Linked DNA regions of Mus musculus: region 2 is linked to region 1. Evidence: chromatin contacts called from public Hi-C data. All regions are on one chromosome and are shown on one strand. The core of a region is the stretch at or near the end of the contact, and the rest is flanking DNA. Distances in the headings are between cores, read along the strand shown.

Region 1 (4,159 bases), core at 520-3,019:
AAGGATGGTCTCCAAAGGCAGGTGGAGGCGAGGAGTGCAGTTAGAACATCTCGAGATAGTATGTGGCTCGTGGAAATGAGGAACAAAGAGAAATGTGGCAAAGTTTGTATTGTTAAAGCATTATAAAGAAGGTTTACTTAAGAGAAAAAAAAATGAAAAAGACAATGCCGCAGAGCCATGTTTTACCGACTTGCCTCATAAGGCTTATGAAGTCCTCTCCTACAAAGTCCCCTTCGTTCAGCATCGGATTATCCCTATAAATTAAATAGGCAAGAGCAGGAAGGACTCAATGTTGTCTCTGCATCTCTTAATTAGGGAGCGACAGAGCAGGTGTTGCGCGTGAGCTTCAGAACTACACGTCTGTTTCACACACACACACACACACACACACACACACACACACACACACACACACTTCAAAGGTTTTGTCCAGCACAGTAGTTACAAACAGGCAAGAAACAGAGACGATGGTTTGACGTTTAGAGATGGTTAACAGGAGGCAACCCCTCCCTGCTCCCCAGATCTGAGCTCTTCTGCTCTTCTTGAAGTATGCTTCAAGAGATGGGAAATGGTCACCAAAAAATGGAAAGAAAAAAAAAAATCACCATAGTTAGAAGAAAGATGTGCTGATCCTGAGTTTGATTTGTTCTGCAAACTTGGACAAATCTTTCAAAACTTCCTGAGCTTCCCACTAACAAGGCGAAAGTACCGAAACGGATATAGTGGCTTTAGTGATCAGTGTGGCCGGAGCCTGCTGTGGCATGTTCCGCTACTGAATGTGGCTGAAATTTAGGGTCCAGGAAGATGAGAAAGTTCACAGGAAGGAAAATGGGCAAGTGCTTGTGCATGATGCGCAGGGCCTCAAACATCTGGGAAAGGACTCGTGTGCAATGGTAAGGGCTCTGTGCATGATGCGCAGGGCTTCAAACATCTGGGAAAGGACTCGTGTGCAATGGTAAGGACTCTGGACTTCCAAATTCTTGCCAAAACAGCTAAGCTAGGAACCCAGGAGTAATTCCACTGGCCTTTGGCAGTGATCACTAGGCATGGTGAAAGACCCTCTATTGAGGGATGCCAGTGAGGAGCTTAAAGGAGTGCATCCAGCTAGGGATGGTGAGGGCATGCGGAAGGAGGAGGAGGCAAGAAACATGTAGCTCCGGGGTCAATCCAGGCATCTGGTATGCTCTTGGATGCAATTGCATCTTTCTCCAAAATGCTAGGATTATAGGCAGTTACCAGGTTTTTACATGATTCAGGTGAGGCTCAGGGTCCTCTCCTCTTGCCCGTCTTCCCAGGACTCCAACCACATAGCTTGCCCCTGCCTCCTGCCCTGTTTTAGGAAAAAAGTAAAATTGCACGAGCCACACAATTTGATGAGAAGTGGGGCATCCCTAGTGGAAATTTTAGGATAACATTGGAAAAAAGGTAGCCCAGAGTATGGAAAAGACATTACCCACTAGCTTGCAAATGGCTCACAAATGTGCTGTGGAGGACGAAGACTTTCAGAGAGTTAGAACTAACTGCAGGAACAGAAAGAAATAAGGCTGAAGAGAACAAAAATGAAACACACAAAAACAAAAACCCCGAGCCACTACAATCTTATTGAGCATTCAAGGCCCAGTTTTAATGGAGGCTAGAAGGCCAAATGAGTCCATTCCTGTTTAGAGGTGGAGATGATGTCCCTAGATTGCATTTTGGTTTTAGGATTGTATGACATCAACCATTTACAGCTCTCAGCGACACCCACTTCCACCTCTAGGTGGCAGCAACTCTCTTCTGTTCTGAACATGGTTTCCTCCGGCCTTTGTTTCTGTTCTCCATGGTAATTCCATACTTCCTTGTCTTTCACAAATAAATACCATGCAGGTTGGGGAAGATTACTGTAAATTACTTCCACCGAAGGACATCAGTCCACTCTTAAGTTAAGCTACAGGGCTTTGTAAACTTCACAAAATAATTCAGGTCTAAAAGTGAAAAATAACAGGAGTGAGTTTGCTTGTCTCTTGCATTCCCACATAAAGTAGTATTTTTCTTTACAGATGTTTAAGGAAATGATTAGAGGAATGGGCAAAACCTATGGAAATAAAGGGATTTTGCAAGAATATTAACATCACCCTATGGGTGAATAAAGTCATGGCTTTTTTTTTTTTTTCAGACTGTTAAGTAGATATTCTGATATATAAATGTTCTCCGTATTTTTGTAGCTCAGGAGAGCAGTTCCAGTGTCCACACAGTGACAAGGACACAGAGCACTGCTCTTCTGGGCAAACTGAAGCAAATTCTGCATCACTCCCTACAAGTTCCCTTTTCATCCAGCTGTGGCACAAACCCTTTCTAGAACATATATGTACTGATTGTATTGAACCACACCTTAAACCTCCCTATAGGCTCAGGATTCTACATTGTTTCGGAGACACCTGAAGCAAACTGTAGCCTCGTCAGGGTCTGTGATGAGTACTAGGCACGCCAACGAATCACCAGGGCGGTAGGAAGGAACCTTTTATAACGAAGACCAAATGGGATGGTTACTAAAGACCTAGGCTTATAAAGCGTTTTCCTTCAGGATGCCCCAGTGAGGAGTAGGATTTCCTAAGCACCTTGCTAAAACTGCAACAGTTTGGGCCTGACATTCTTCGATTGACGTGAGACAAATACAGTGATGCAGGAGTTCAAAGGCAGATGTACAACAGAACGCAAGCTTCTGGCCACACACTCTGGGCATCTCCCAGGAAGCTCTGCTGTCCTCTGCCCATTTTTAGTATCAACACAACGTGTGTTTTCCATATAGACAGGTTATTTTTGATTATGTGATTCAATGTCCGATGAGGATAGAGGGATGCGGTGGTTAGAATGAAACGTTGGGCACTCCGTGGGAAAGGCTCTGTGTGTTTTCTGCCTTAGCATCCTTGGGTTCTGGCTATTGAATAACAGGGTAGCACTCGAGAAAGTCACTTTCTCTAGCTACTGTTAAAAGTACATCTTGGTATCATCAGAAAGATGAGAAACTACAGCCTCCCAGGGAAATCATTCAAGGTTCCTAACTCTGACAGTTTCTTTCCCCCTTTGAACAGAAGAGAAAACTGAAGGTGGCCAGCCTGCGACGAGTGCTCTCCACGGCTTTGCCACTAAAGCCTCCTTGTCTTTCAGGAAACCACAACTCCGTTTCTTCCCTCTTCCTCTCCTTCTGAAATAGCCTTAGTCCTGTCAACACCCAGGCCCTTCCTCCTTAGCCCAGGGCTAGATACAGCCCAGTCTGAAGTCCATCATAAGGACCTGTCTTCCCTTACGCTGAGTGTGAGGGCCAGTGTTGGGCTGGGCTCCTCTGGGTCAGAGCTGCCTGCTAAGTCCTTCCGCTGCACCTGGCCTGTTGCTCTGAGTCAGGGGTTCTGCTTCTGCTTTATCTTCTTTTACACCCTATCCGCTTCTAGAGTCCCCATGTTCCTTGGTTTATGGCAGTCTGAGTCACTTAGTTGCCTTTACTTCTAACTGGAGACTCCCATCTGATAAAGGGCGCTTATTTAGGTGAATGGAAACTTAGAGACAACGGCTTCCCCCGAATATCCCGTGCATTCCAGCAGAATGGGCAGAGGATTCCAGCAGAATGGATAGAGAATTCTAGGAGAATGGACAAAGGATTCCAGGAGAATGGATAGAGGATTCCACAGAATGGATAGAGGATTCCAGGAGAATGGGCAGTGGGTTCCAGCAGAATGGATAGAGAATTCTAGGAGAATGGACAAAGGATTCCAGGAGAATGGATAGAGGATTCCAGGAGAATGGGCAGTGGATTCCAGCAGAGCAGGCAGCTAATTAGCTGTGAATATATATAGTGAGGACCAACGATACTGTGTTGTTGTAGATATTTTGATAAATACATCATCTATTGCCCTTTTTCAGATAGTAAAAGATACATATTATTAGGATGTTTTGCTATGCCAAGACATGTAATAGTTAGTTTTAGGTAAATAATCAAGAAACTTTATAAAGACCAGCGGTCAGATAAAACCGTCATTAATAATTTGAAAGTACTAAACGCTTGATTACTTGGCTGTCTTGTGTCCACAGAGACTCCTCTGTGCATGCGAAAACTGGGAGTGGGGGTAGATGTAGATCAGGACAAAATTATAGTCCATGGAACGTCCCTACTGGTAGGCCTTTT
Region 2 (4,331 bases), core at 662-3,161, 960 kb after region 1:
CTTGTATAAAAGTCTTTCCTAATTAAAGCAATTCAGAAGCATCACATTTCCTGATTATCATTTTCCTACCCTGGGCTGTTATTAAGCCCCTGTGTGCATGCTGAAACATGCTTCTGTTTCTTGTGCAGTGCCTTCCATGGCTTCTACCTCATCCTCTCCCTGCTCCATACCAGGCAATTCTTCCCATTAGGTTCAAGAGTTGGAATGCCAGGAGTGACTTTCTAGTACTGATCTAATTTGTACTCTTCTTTATATCCTGCCAGCTGTTAGAAATGCCAGCCCAGCAGTTCAATTTTCTCCTCTCTGTTACCCACTCTCCTAGCCACATTAGAGGCTAGCAATGGAAGATACTATAATCATGACTTTTCCCTTTATAATATCTCCCTTACAGGGACAAGTTCTTTCCAGGCAGAGTGCTCAGAACCTCTGTTGCATGTTTTATCTCCCACAGCAGGGGACACATGAAACTCCACTATAATCCCTGGATGCTCCAATCACTTTCAGGGATTGCAATAGTCTCTATTTCATCAGCTATTTTGAAGGTATCCCATACTTCTATGATAGACCCTATTCATCCCCGAAGTGTACAACCTTGTACAACATAGAAGAAATAGCCATCCTTGGAACCTCCCCCAAACCCTCAAGGATGCTTTACCACCAGACAGCTTAGTTTCAGATGATGCTGTATCATTCACAGCAACAGCCAACTTCCGAAGAGGGAGGTCCACCATTCTATATCACACAGAGGAGGATTATCTCAGGGTATGCCCCGCCCTTTGATGGGTCAGCCTGTTACTTGTCGTAGTGTCAATCCCTGGGGCCATGCAACTGTTTCTGCAATTTTCTTCTTTGGTTTTATTGAATCACTGTTTGAAAAATAATTGTGCTATACTTTTTCTGGAGAGACTTTGAATTTATCCCGAGGTGGGGGGGGGGGGGGCAGTAGCGGTCCAGAGAAATGAATCCCCTGAAGTCTAGCTTGGTGAATTGGTGAGTTTGTTGGGATTATTTATAAGAGCATGGGTGCTCCAGTCATTGGGACTGCTGAAAAGCCCACCACTATTTGGGTGAAGTCTCACCAAAGCTACATTGATAAAGCAACTCAAGCTGTTTATTATGTTCTATTTATACTTTCTCGTTAATTTAGTAGGGGTAGTATCATTTTTAAAATTTTTTGAGTTTGTACTCATTTTGAATACCTACAAAATATGTGCTATACCATATATTTTGTTCATGTATTCAAAAATAATATAATATTTCAAATAATGTCACTTTCCAAAATAAAAAGATCAGGTCTTTCTTCTTTCATAAGGTCTCTTGATGGGATTGACTGGGTAGAAGTATTTCATGACGTCAGTCCAATGATTGGGTGCGTTTGTCCCAGTCAGCTGCTTGTTGAGCCTCTCAGAGAGAGGCTGGAAGAAGCTGAGGAGGATGGTGACCCCATAGGAAGACCAGCAGTCTCAACGAACCCAGAACCCTGAGATCTCTCAGACACTGAGCCACCAATCAGGCAGCACACGCCAGCTGGTCTGAGACCTCCGCCACACGTACAGCAGACGACTGTCTGGTCTGGCCTCAGTGAGAAAAGACGTGCCTAAACTGAAGAGACTTGAGGCCTCAGGGAGTGGGGAAGTATGGAGGGGTGGATGGGTGGCAGGAACATCCTCTTGGAGACAGGGGGAGCAGGAATAGGAAACGAACTATGGGTGGGTGTAGCAGGCGGGGGGGGGGGGGCTACATCTGGACTGTAAAAAAATAAAAGTATTAATAATAAAAAGTATGAAAAGAAAAGCATAAAAAGGAGAAATATCTCATGACCCCATCCATTTAAATTTGAAAACCTATGTTCCCCCACTGATGTATGTAGTCATTGCTGAGGAAGATGTGGAGGAAGGGAGACTGAGCAGACCACAGCTGGAATGAATATTTTCAGCTCCCGAGCCTGTTCTTTTCATAACATAACATAACTAGCAGTTTCACCTTCAACAAACATTCATTCCACTTTTTGCTCAGAAAAAAAAAAAAAAGAAGTGTTAGATAAGATGATATATTAAACTAATGGAGCTCACAAACACCGTGTTTACGCCCCCTTCCTTTGAACAGCAAGGGTCAGGCATTGTGCACTCAGGGCTGGCTGAGCTGATCTCTGACCTCTACGCTAACCAGCTTGCCTTATGCAGCCGTTTGGAGAGGCCACGGCCTGCATGGAGAGAAGCGGAAATAGTCCAAGGGCAATTGTTTCCATATGCATTTCCCCGAACTGAGACACTGGACCACTTTGGAGCCAGCAGGAAAGGGAAGCAATTTATCGTCTCACAGCCTTCAGAAGCTTCCTAGGGGGTTCATGACCTCGGTCTCCCAAACACCTTCAAATATTGATTCTGAAAGGAGTTAGAAGAAACTGGAGGAGTGAAGGATCTTTGTGAACCATACATTTAGGCTTAACAAGTTTTTTGAAACGTGATATGAAATTCTCCAATGATACAATTAAGCAACACAGACATTAGAGTGTACGATCACTGCGTATTGTCTTGATAAGAGTCAGATTCAAACTGGCAATACATTTTGAGACTTTTCCAATTCTATCCCTTGGTCCAGTTGCAAATCAGTAAATGAAAAATTAGTAATCCCTTCTTTTCTTCAATTAAGCCATGTAAGTATTCAAGATTATACTTAATAGAGATGGAAAACTTAAGACTTTTAACTGCCTCTATTCATTTGTTTTCTAGACAGATGCTGTATCAATGCAGTTCCCATACACACCAAGGGAGAAAACTGAATTCCCACAAATGATGTTTGTAATAAAGACTTCCACAATATTGGCCTAAATATATACTAAAAAATGAATAAGGCACTGATGGCCATGGATATCCCATGGCTCACTAACATTCTCCTCCTTTCAACTACTGACTTTTGATTGCCATCTGGGAAATTCACTTCCAGTGAAGCCTGAAGCCAACAATTATGTGCTTCTAAATTATATACATTAGGACTATGGTTCTCACATGCCTCTGGCTGTCGCCAGGAATTCTGACCATTGCTCTCACAAGTTTGGTCTCCTGGGCAAAACCAAAAGCAAGGGCCAAACACTACCACGCTTACTTCTGGAGCACATGTGAATATTCCACTTTGTCGTTCTAACGATGGTGTCCATTTTTACAGCCCAGATTACAAGTGACGTGTTCATGTGCTGGTAGCTTACAATGTTAGAAACAAGAAATTGTGATTGTTTGCATATATCTAGAAAAATTTTTGACTGTTTTTAAACTAAATATTTGTCAGGAGAGAACACAGACACTTGCATGTGCCATGGCTTTGTTTCTTTGACCAAAGATTGACTAACCAGCATCATACCAGAAACCATATTTCATCCTCTGTAAATTGGAGATTTTGATAATCCCACCTAATTACTGTAAAATCAGACTTTAGAAATTATTTGGAAGGTCCTATAAGATTTGCATTGGGAATAGGGTATCACACAAAGGAGAAAACTGGGGTGAGAATTTAACTCTTGGAAAGAACTTGCTGAGCATGTGTGAGGGGCTAGGTCTAGTTCCCAACACAGCAAAACAGTGGGGTACTATAAAATTAAAACCTATAAGATTATACCATTTAAATTCTTGCTGTTCAGAAAGTACCTCTCTGCTCTTTACCTAATCTCTTCCTCTGGCAGGATTCTGGACTAAATCCCAGGACAGTAGTATCACTGAAAAGCAACAGCATTAGTTTCTGCCAATCTCAGGGTCTTTGAGGAGGCTTCAGTTTTGTCACCAAGTTCTACTCAACCCCTTGGATTAAGACAGGAGGTGGAGCATTCGACAGCCTGCGGTAAAGGAAAATCCAAGTCTCTTGATATATTTTAAATAGGATGTTACTTCCCTACACTGAGCATGTCATGTAGTTCACAAGCTACAGTGTTCTCTGCTGAAGGCTGACTTCCCAAATGAGGGCTGCTAGGGAAAGAGATAATGGGTCCTGACACCTAGAGAATTGGATCCCCTTAGTTACCAGATGTCTCCTGGTCGTCGTCTTCTTCTTCCTTTTTTTAATGTTTTCGGTTTTTACACAAATAAGAATCACATCTAAAACTGGATTATAAGTATGAGCATAGCCACCACCTGCTCCTATTGGAATTGTTCTGCCTATAAACTATTAACTTAAAACTACTCAGGTTTCGGATCTTAATGACAATGGAAATGTAATTATACAAAGTAGGATTAGTTCACTGTGGGCCTTGGATCCAATTTGTTGTCATTTACTTCAGAGATATTCTTCATCAACTCCTCCAAGAATATGCATAGGAAGGTACCAATTGAGGATTATTTTAT

What was found. A called contact is a pair of places that touch in the nucleus more often than the background predicts.
Region 2: a Hi-C map of cranial neural crest shows a contact between it and region 1, with 3 times the contacts expected there. The contact joins two enhancer-like sites. A contact is called at or near these places in 2 of 484 Hi-C or Micro-C datasets (cranial neural crest and embryonic fibroblasts), 1 of 115 datasets of contacts at active chromatin or transcription factors (stem cell-derived neural progenitor cells) and 1 of 9 other capture datasets (embryonic stem cells).

The regions. Positions count from the first base shown.
Region 1 is chr14:99,930,327-99,934,485 of GRCm38.p6, forward strand. All of the region lies in intron 5 of Klf12 (Kruppel-like factor 12), which reads right to left. Among named protein-coding and RNA genes, the nearest start is that of Gm22970, 160 kb to the left of the region's middle. Within about 2 kb of position 1,770, at least 32 of the 459 cell types and tissues checked have an H3K27ac peak or open chromatin away from gene starts, as enhancers often do.
Region 2 is chr14:100,887,755-100,892,085 of GRCm38.p6, forward strand. No RefSeq gene overlaps it. Among named protein-coding and RNA genes, the nearest start is that of Gm23538, 130 kb to the left of the region's middle. Within about 2 kb of position 1,912, at least 20 of the 459 cell types and tissues checked have an H3K27ac peak or open chromatin away from gene starts, as enhancers often do.